Linked DNA regions of Astyanax mexicanus: region 2 is linked to region 1. The links are chromatin contacts, called in public Hi-C maps. All regions are on one chromosome and are shown on one strand. The core of a region is the stretch at or near the end of the contact, and the rest is flanking DNA. Distances in the headings are between cores, read along the strand shown.

Region 1 (4,226 bases), core at 1,416-3,915:
AAAAGGTTATACAGTTATATCAACGCTGAGTCATAAATAAATACCTCAATACAAAACCGTTGAAAAAATGCTGATTTATAGGTGATTTTTAGGTGCTCAATCAACCAAAATCAATCAATAAAAAACCCACAGGTAAAATATTTTGAGGTAAACATAATAGCACCTTCAGTAAGGAAGCTAAACAATGCTAAAAGCTAAAGATAGGAGAGCACAGGGTGAAATGATGGCTGGGGAATGCATGATATGCCATGTTATGCTATGCTATGTAGCTACCGGCAATCTGTCACAATGCTAAAAACAAGCAAATCTGATCAGAGCTTTAAACGTATATAAAACAGTGTGTTTAACCCATTTTACACCAATGAACAAACTAACATACTCAATAATAAAGGCATTATATTGCACCTTAATAAATTCTGTGTTTAGTAAAACCTGCCATTAACCATGATTAAATCAGACAAAACCAGATAAGAAATAATTCTAATAACCCAATAATTATTTTGAAATGAATGTAAAGAAACTGTTATATAAAGTCACTGTTCTAGCACTAAAAGTTTAAGGGTGTAATTCCAGCTGTTTTCTAATGATGGTTTAGACATTGGTACTGTATATTCCAGATATTCTCCTGGTATGAGTTTCTTCTTTTTCAGTGATACACAGTAATATATAGTTATATATATATATTTTTTTTGGACCTTAAAACTTAATGGCGAACATTGTTCTATTAGGGTAGTCATGACATCCATATGTGACTTAGAAGTCTCTTGGTTAAAATTGGTTAAAATTTCATTCATGATGCAAATTATACAGATTGATTTACATCTGTATATTTCACCACATGAATGAAATTTATTTAGATTACAAATAGTTATTTTTTATATAGTAAATTGTAGTATTCAAAATCTTTTGTGAACTCTGTTGCTGTTGATTGTGGGCACATTTCCTTCTTTAAGCAATTCAATTTTCATACTCTCTACCTGGTTATTAACAATACCCCAGCAGAAACTGAGAACTGAGAAAGAGAACCCTCACTTCCTCTCTGAGGCTAAAAACACAAAGGTTATAAAGAGTGAAAATCCTTATAAACTCACGACAAATGATCAATCCAGTAATATTTAATGATGTCTTCAGAATTGATAAATACCTGCACTCTCAATAACTAGAGGTTAAAATATATATTGCATTTTTTTGTACCTGACACTCGACATTTCGATGATATTTTCTGCAACAGTGAGTCTCCCCAGGAAGCTAACAATGGAGGTTAATGGGGCATAAGTACACACAAAAAGTACACCCCATGAGGACACTCTAAAAAAAGCCCTCAGACTGACAGTGGTTGTCAGCTTGTCAGAAGGTGACAGACTTTCTGAAGAAGTGATAAACCAACTGATATGGCTGTTTTGAGGGATTCTGTCCCCATTATCTCAGTGTTTTTCAGTACTTCACTATTAGCACTAGTACTCAGGTAGTTTTTTATTTTTGCCATCCTGACCCACTAACCTCTGCTGTAAGCCTGCAGGTTCATGACATGACTCACTGCTGGAGAGAATTAGTGACCAGAGCCTCAATCAGTAAAATATGTGTCAGTGTTAATGGACTGATGAAAAACAACATTTCCCTTTAAAACAGCATGAGCCCATGGGATGTTTCCTTTTAAAATGAAAGCAGAAGTATTCCTGTACTGAGGTGTGGTAAATGGTGTGGTACAAATATTCTATTGAAGTGCAACATTTAAAGGGAGCTGAAACACAGCTCAAAAACATAATGTTTTAAAAGTACTCTTTCAGATGCTCCCTGCAATTACACATTCTCACCAGAGAGGTCTCTAAATCCCCAAATCCTTAAAACTTACAGACTATTGCTTTAAGCGAGTGTAAATGTTGTTAAGGTTATTTAATTTTCTTTTCTTTCTTTAATTTTCTCATTCTTAATGACATTATGTCATGCAATTACGAGATCAAAATTCAACATCTGTCTAAATTTAAAGCTTAATGTCAACCCAATGATATTTTTTCGATGTATCATTTTTTTCCAGTCATAATTTAATGTTTGTACAATGTTTAATGTCTTGGTTCAGACATCAACCAGATCTTAATTTTCTTTTATAAAATTGATGCGTGGAGCCTGAAAGGTTTTGTCTAATTTTCTATTTCTTCCTTTTATATAAAAATGTCTCTGTCCTATTTCTTTACTGGTTTGTTTTCAGTTTTTCTCTGTCTTGCTGTGTTTATTTCCCTGTCTATTTCTCTCTCTGTCTCTCTCTCTCTCTCTCTTTCTCTCTCTCTGTCTCTCTCTCTATCTCTCTCTCCCACTCTCTCTCTCTCTCTCTCTCTCTCTCTCTCGCACTATCTCTCCTGACACCTGAAACCTATTAGCCACTAATGCTTTTTGGAAAACAGCAGCCTCGCCTACACACCACACTGTCCTCCTGAGAAACACACACACACACACACACACACACACACACACACACAAAGAGCACAGAGAGCAGTGTGGTATTTGTGGTGTGTGCAGGTGTGCACATTAGCTCTAATTCGGCTGCGATTCACAGTTGGGCTGTGAGGCTGAAATGAGGCCCTCACAGGCAGAAAGTGCTGACTGCTGCTGGTGCGCTCTTTAAGGGCGGCTGCGCTGTCAGAGAGTGCGGTCACGCACACGCCTGTTTGGCCACGTGCTGACCGCAGGGCTCCCTGCTATTTGTGGAAGGGCTGCAGACAGGGTTCTGGGTCGAGTGAAGCCTGAGAACTTTATTTCTTTGTTGACTCCTTGTTAAAAAAGGGCTCTGTTCACAAAAAGAACCGTTCAATAGACAAGATACTGCAAAAGTGATTTTTAAACAGGGATTTAGACACTGTGCAACATTAACCATGAAGTTAATGAAGTTAATAATGTATATAATGTGATATACAATCAGTATAACATTTGTACTTAAATATCAATTAACACATGAATGTGTCCTGTTTTATAGTTTTTTACAGGGTCGCAGTTTTCAAGATGGCACCACTGAAATCAATTTTCAACTACAGTAAGCCGTTTCACGTCTTTGCACATGCACTGAACAACTGTTGCCCCACCCACTGTACAAGGAATAAGGAATCTGCTGGCAGGAATAATGCTGAACACAGTCCTGATAAATAATGATGTGCTGCATTTATTCCATTCAGACTAAAAAACAACGGTTTAAAAGTATTTAAAAGTACTGCTCTCAGATCAGCACTGAAAACAAAGAGCAGACTGTTTAAATAATCCCCTGCAGACTTTCTGCACAGCCTCATATTTGCACAAATGTAATTTAGCCTACTGAGCTGAAAAGAACTTCATATACTATAAGTCCCAGTAAATAAAGGGAATAAAGTCATGAGAGAGTCACAGAGAGAAAGTGCAGACTTTACCTGCGTTGTGCTTCGCTAGATACTTGTCTTTGTACTGCTTCTTCTTCTTGCCAAACCAAGTGCAGCTGGCCTGCTGCTCCTGCTTCGTTTTCTCCATGGCCATACAGGCCACCCGCCTTTGAATGAGACAGGAAAGAAGTTTTAGATTAACATTTTTAACCCATTTTTGCTAATTTTGTTTTGTATTGTAACTTTAGAGATAAGATAAATAACTTATGAGCAATTTTCTCAAAATTCTCAACAAGCACTTTTTTCTGTGACCTTTTTTACACTCAAATACGAAACAAAATTCTTTAATTCTATGCCTTTTGGACATCAGTTCATTTTTTACTCAGCTCTTCACAGTAACAGAAATATTGATTGGTCTGCCCAGGCTCTTGCATGCCACTGAATCTAGATATTGATCCATTTATATTCACAGGAGCTATAGGGGATGCTGAGGGATTGGCTCACTGCCCACACTAAATAAAAAATGATTGTTATCTTAGGGCAAAGTAACAGGAATCCTACGCAAATGGAATTCAGACAAAACAGCCTGTAAATAGTGAGGATTTTAAGCATCAGTGACTGCAGTCGTAGCCTGGCCCGCTGATCTGCAAGAGCAGAAACTCTAATAATGAGCTTAAAATGCACACAACAACTTCAACATCATCATTATAAACTCAGGGAAAAACCCCTGCATGCATCTTAGATGGGTAGCTTTTTTCTTATATATGTGATGGAGGCTATAAATTAAGTCTCACACAAATTCTAATTTAGATTTTTTTTGTTCATGTTGTGTCTTTCTATTGTGTCTTTTTATCTATTTAATCTGTGTCTTATTATGTGTATTTG
Region 2 (4,295 bases), core at 1,483-3,982, 49 kb before region 1:
GCTCCACTGAGCTTGCACCAGTGCATCTTAAAAAATAGAATATCATTAAAAATCTACTTTATTTCTGTAATTCAGTGTGGTTGGTGTGGCACAGTGGATAACACCACCGCCTGCTTATGAGCTACCACATCATATGAGAGACTGAAGTTCAATTCCCGGTCTGGGTGACAATGCTTTACTACATCAATAAAAGTCCTTGGGCTAGACTCCTAACACTACAACGCATCCCAACTCTGTAACAGGAATAACCTTGTAAGTAGTTTAAAATGTTAAACTCTCTATATATTAATCTCAATGTGTTACACACACGATCTATTTTAAGTGTTTATTTCTTTTGTTGTTGATGATTATGGCTTACAGCCAATGAAAACCCAAAAATCAGTATCTCAGAAAATTTGAATATTATATAAGACCAATCGTACTTTTGACAGTGTGGGCAGTGTGCCAAGTCCTGCTGAAAAATAAAATCCACACCTGCATAAAGATTGTCAGCAAAGGGAAGCATGAAGTGCTGTAAGATTTTCCAGAAAAAACACTGCACTGACTTTAGACTTGATAATAAAACACAGTGGATCAACACCAGCAGATGACATGTCTCTCCAAACCATCACTGATTGTGAAAACTTCACCCTAAACCTCAAGCAGCTTGGACTGTGTGTCTCTCCGCTCTTGCTCCAGACTCTGCTCCCTTTATTTCCAAATAAAATGCAACATTTACTGATGATCAGTGATTGTTTGGAGAGACATGTCATCTGCTAGTGTTGATCCACTGTATTATATTAAGTCGAAAGTCAGTGCAGTGTTTTACAGCACTTCATGCTTTCCTCTGCTTCCAGCAGGACTTGGCACACTGCCCACACTGCCAAAAGTACCAATAAAAAGTATTTTCTGTTAAAGATGTCATTCCGCCTCAGATTTTTACTAAAAGCTGATGAACACTCCCTAGTGTAATGCTGCCTACGCAGACAGGATTTTGAGACAGGAAGCCACTGTAAAACAACTGTAATCTGGCCTTCCATTTTTTTTTGGGTGAAATTCTAACTGTGAATGAAAACACAGTTAAACCTTGGCAGCACCAGAATGTACGGTTTCCTTTTGAATCAGATACAGAGACCTTCATAACATCACGTCATTCAAGTGAGACTGTGTCGGTTGCAAGGCATTTTTTATAATGACAGAAATCACAGTTTTCACATTTTATGGACACAAAAGGAATAGTTTTTGTGCAGATATTATGTTTCTGTTTCTAATCAAATTATTATTTAAATTAAGAATCTTAACTTCAAGTTAAGATTATATATATTTTTAAATGTAGAGTGATCTGACGTTCAAGTTAAAGTATATGAAAATGCAAACATTTGTTTTATTGTAACTTTAAAAATATCTCTAAAGTCTTAAAGTCTTAATATATATATATATATATATATATATATATATATATATATATATATATATATATATATATATATATATTCTCAGTGGGCTGGGATGGCATTGAAACAGTGTAGTGTAGTGTAAAGACTGGACAGTAGAGGGCACTGCTGGATTATGATTTACCAAATTCATCTGTTTTCATTTTTTCAACCTGTGTTTGGTCTCTCTATGCAAAACCCATTAGATTTAAAAATATATTTTTTCTTTATAGTCTGGATCACTTTATAGGGAAAAAAATAAAAAGATTAAATGAGAAGGTACTGTATATAATTATTTTTGTATTATTTAATACATATTTATACACTATAAGAACATGGTACAAGCTATAAGAATATAAAACAAACAATACATGCTCATTTTACTTAAACATATACCAATAAATAACAAAATCAGAGAAACTGGTTCAGAAAATGAAGTGGTCTCTTATTTTTTTGTCCAGAGCTGTATATCCTTCAGGAATCTTGTTATTAATCTAAGTGTGGATATGATGAAATATCACTGTTAGTAATCATAATAAGTACAGCAGCTCCTCGTGCTGTGTGTGTATAGGGATTGTGTTTAAAATATATATAAAGTTGTATATTATTAAACTGTATTTAAAGCTGAAGTCTGTAAGTTTTGGGATTTGGGGGATTTAGTGCCCTCTCTGGTGAGAATGCGTAATTGCACCGAGCATGCGGAAGAATCATTTTAAACTGAGTGGGTGTGATGCTGTCTCCTTTCAGAGTGAATGAATCCGATTCCAGGTTATGTTCAGTCAGAAAATGCTGAGGGAAGTGTCTTCAGAAGATGTAAGAGAGTTACAGTTTTATATATGGATGTTAGTTTTGTCAGTGTAAATGAACAAGCTACTGAGCTCTGGGTTTCCCCTTCTGAAGTCTCCATTGCTCCACCAGCCGCTCGCGTTCAGTAAAACTGAGCCGGATCCTCTTTTAGAGGCTGAACATGTGACGTAAGACGTAAAGATGAGTGGAGTGACTGTGCCAGAAGAACTCAAAAACCGCAAAAAGCGACCCAACACCACCGTTTTTAGAATGAATATATTAGGCTTAGCAGGGATGGTCGTTCCAACACACTGGTACATTTAAACACAATATTTTGTCCCTTCTACACTCAGAAATGCTTCTGCTTTTAGTTTAGAAACAAAATAATATGTACTGCCACTTTAATTAGTATTTCTGTTTACACAGCTCTCACACAGCTCTGTTGCTGGGTAGAGTTCCTCTCGCGATATTTCTATATATCCGTGTGCTGCTGCAGCAGCCAATGAAATCTCGCGGTGCTTGTGTTCCGAGAACAGAACGTCGCGAGGCGCCGCTGGTGGACAAACGAGCCGGTTACAGTTAAAAACCTGCCGCGCCGATAAACTTCGGGCTCGGGTTTTATTATTATAACCGTCGTTATTATTGATAACCGAGGCTGTACGTAATAAATTCGTATTAGAGGAATTGAGTAAAGGCGCTGGGCTCGGTTTTTGCGCATTCGTTGTGGAATAAACGAAGAGAAGAGGACGAGTGACGTCGTTTCTAAAGGAGACTTGGCTGTAATCCCTGCGCTATCTTTAGGTTAGCTGACCTGCTAACAAAGAAAGTCTTGTGTCAGAAGGAGAAATCCCCACTCATTTTCTTTAGTTATGAGTCATGTGGTCGTCGACAGCTCACACGGTCTAGATCAGCAGGTAAGCGGGGTCATGAACGTCGTGTAGCGGCTGTAGATTATTCAGTTACTCGCTAATTTTGCACTTTATTTCAGCAGGATTCTCTATCGGCTGTCTGCAGCCTTGTCGGTGTTCTGTCAAATTGTGCTACTCTGTCAAAACGTGCGACCATAACATAGTGAAGTTAGCTATATAACCTAACCATTTAACGTTAGGTAAATCTGCCTAAAAACAAAACAAACAGTAACGTTAGGTAGTTAGCTAGTTAACCTACTTAGCTATGATATTTCAACATCAGCATCGTGTCAGATTCTCCCAGCTATAGTTGTAGTTATAGCTATATAAAAGGTGTTTATTGTTTAATGACTGACTGCACCATCTATGTTAGCTAACCTACTGCACTGTTCTAGATTGTATCATAGTTTTATAGCTACCCTTTATAGCTATATGTGCATATATCAACTCATATCCAACCATTCCTGTGTATTCGTTCCTTGATGGTAGCTGTTATCTATTTAGTTAGCTAAATACTAACCTAACTATCTAGTTTAATTGTGTTTTTTAACGCTCTATGGCATGATATTATTACACCACCCCATCCCATACCTTATTTTTGATGTATGTTATGATATTTCTGTTTGTTTATATTCTTACAATATTCTTACGTTCTTTTAACATTAACCACGTAGATCACGTTTGTAAGGGACAACAATATAAAGCAGGGGTGGTTAATATAAAAAAAATTCCAAATAGTGGTGCTATTTTGTTTCCTTCCTAAATATACTGTTCATGCAATAGAGGGTTAAGCTACTAGTTGCTTTAATTTCCTTCGGGATCAATAAAGTATCTTATCTATGTATGTGTCTTATCTGTTTATCTAGCTAAAACAATTTTCATTAGATAAGCTAACCTATTTGGATAACATAATTCATCACTAGCTTGATAACCTAACTATTAAATATTTTAGTTTGAATTGCCATTTGTTTTAACGCAAATCAAGCCAATGCTAGTTGACAACAGGCAGAATTACACAAACTGTAAAATTAATTCAAATAAAAGTGAAATATCACACAACATAAATAAATATGGGTGTGCGCATGCGTAGAGCTGCTAAGTAGCTCATATCAATAGATAGCACGACTCGACAAAACACCGGGAGGCAGTGTCATGTTTCTTGTGCAGATGGTTTAGATAGGCTAGCGTT

What was found. Hi-C and Micro-C count contacts between places; a contact is called where the count stands out from the background.
Region 2: a Hi-C map of muscle shows a contact between it and region 1, with 20 times the contacts expected there. The contact joins the promoter of ddx3xa here to the enhancer-like site in region 1. A contact is called at or near these places in 3 of 3 Hi-C or Micro-C datasets (blood and muscle).

The regions. Positions count from the first base shown.
Region 1 is chr11:5,853,375-5,857,600 of AstMex3_surface, reverse strand. It overlaps caska (calcium/calmodulin-dependent serine protein kinase a), which reads right to left. Exons shown (of 26, transcript XM_049485159.1): 21 at 3,393-3,508. Among protein-coding and RNA genes, the nearest start is that of nyx, 27 kb to the left of the region's middle. Within about 2 kb of position 2,665, the one cell type or tissue checked has an H3K27ac peak away from gene starts, as active enhancers do.
Region 2 is chr11:5,902,275-5,906,569 of AstMex3_surface, reverse strand. ddx3xa (DEAD-box helicase 3 X-linked a) reads left to right here and starts at 2,732. Exons shown (of 21, transcript XM_049485161.1): 1 at 2,732-3,112. The coding sequence starts at 3,068.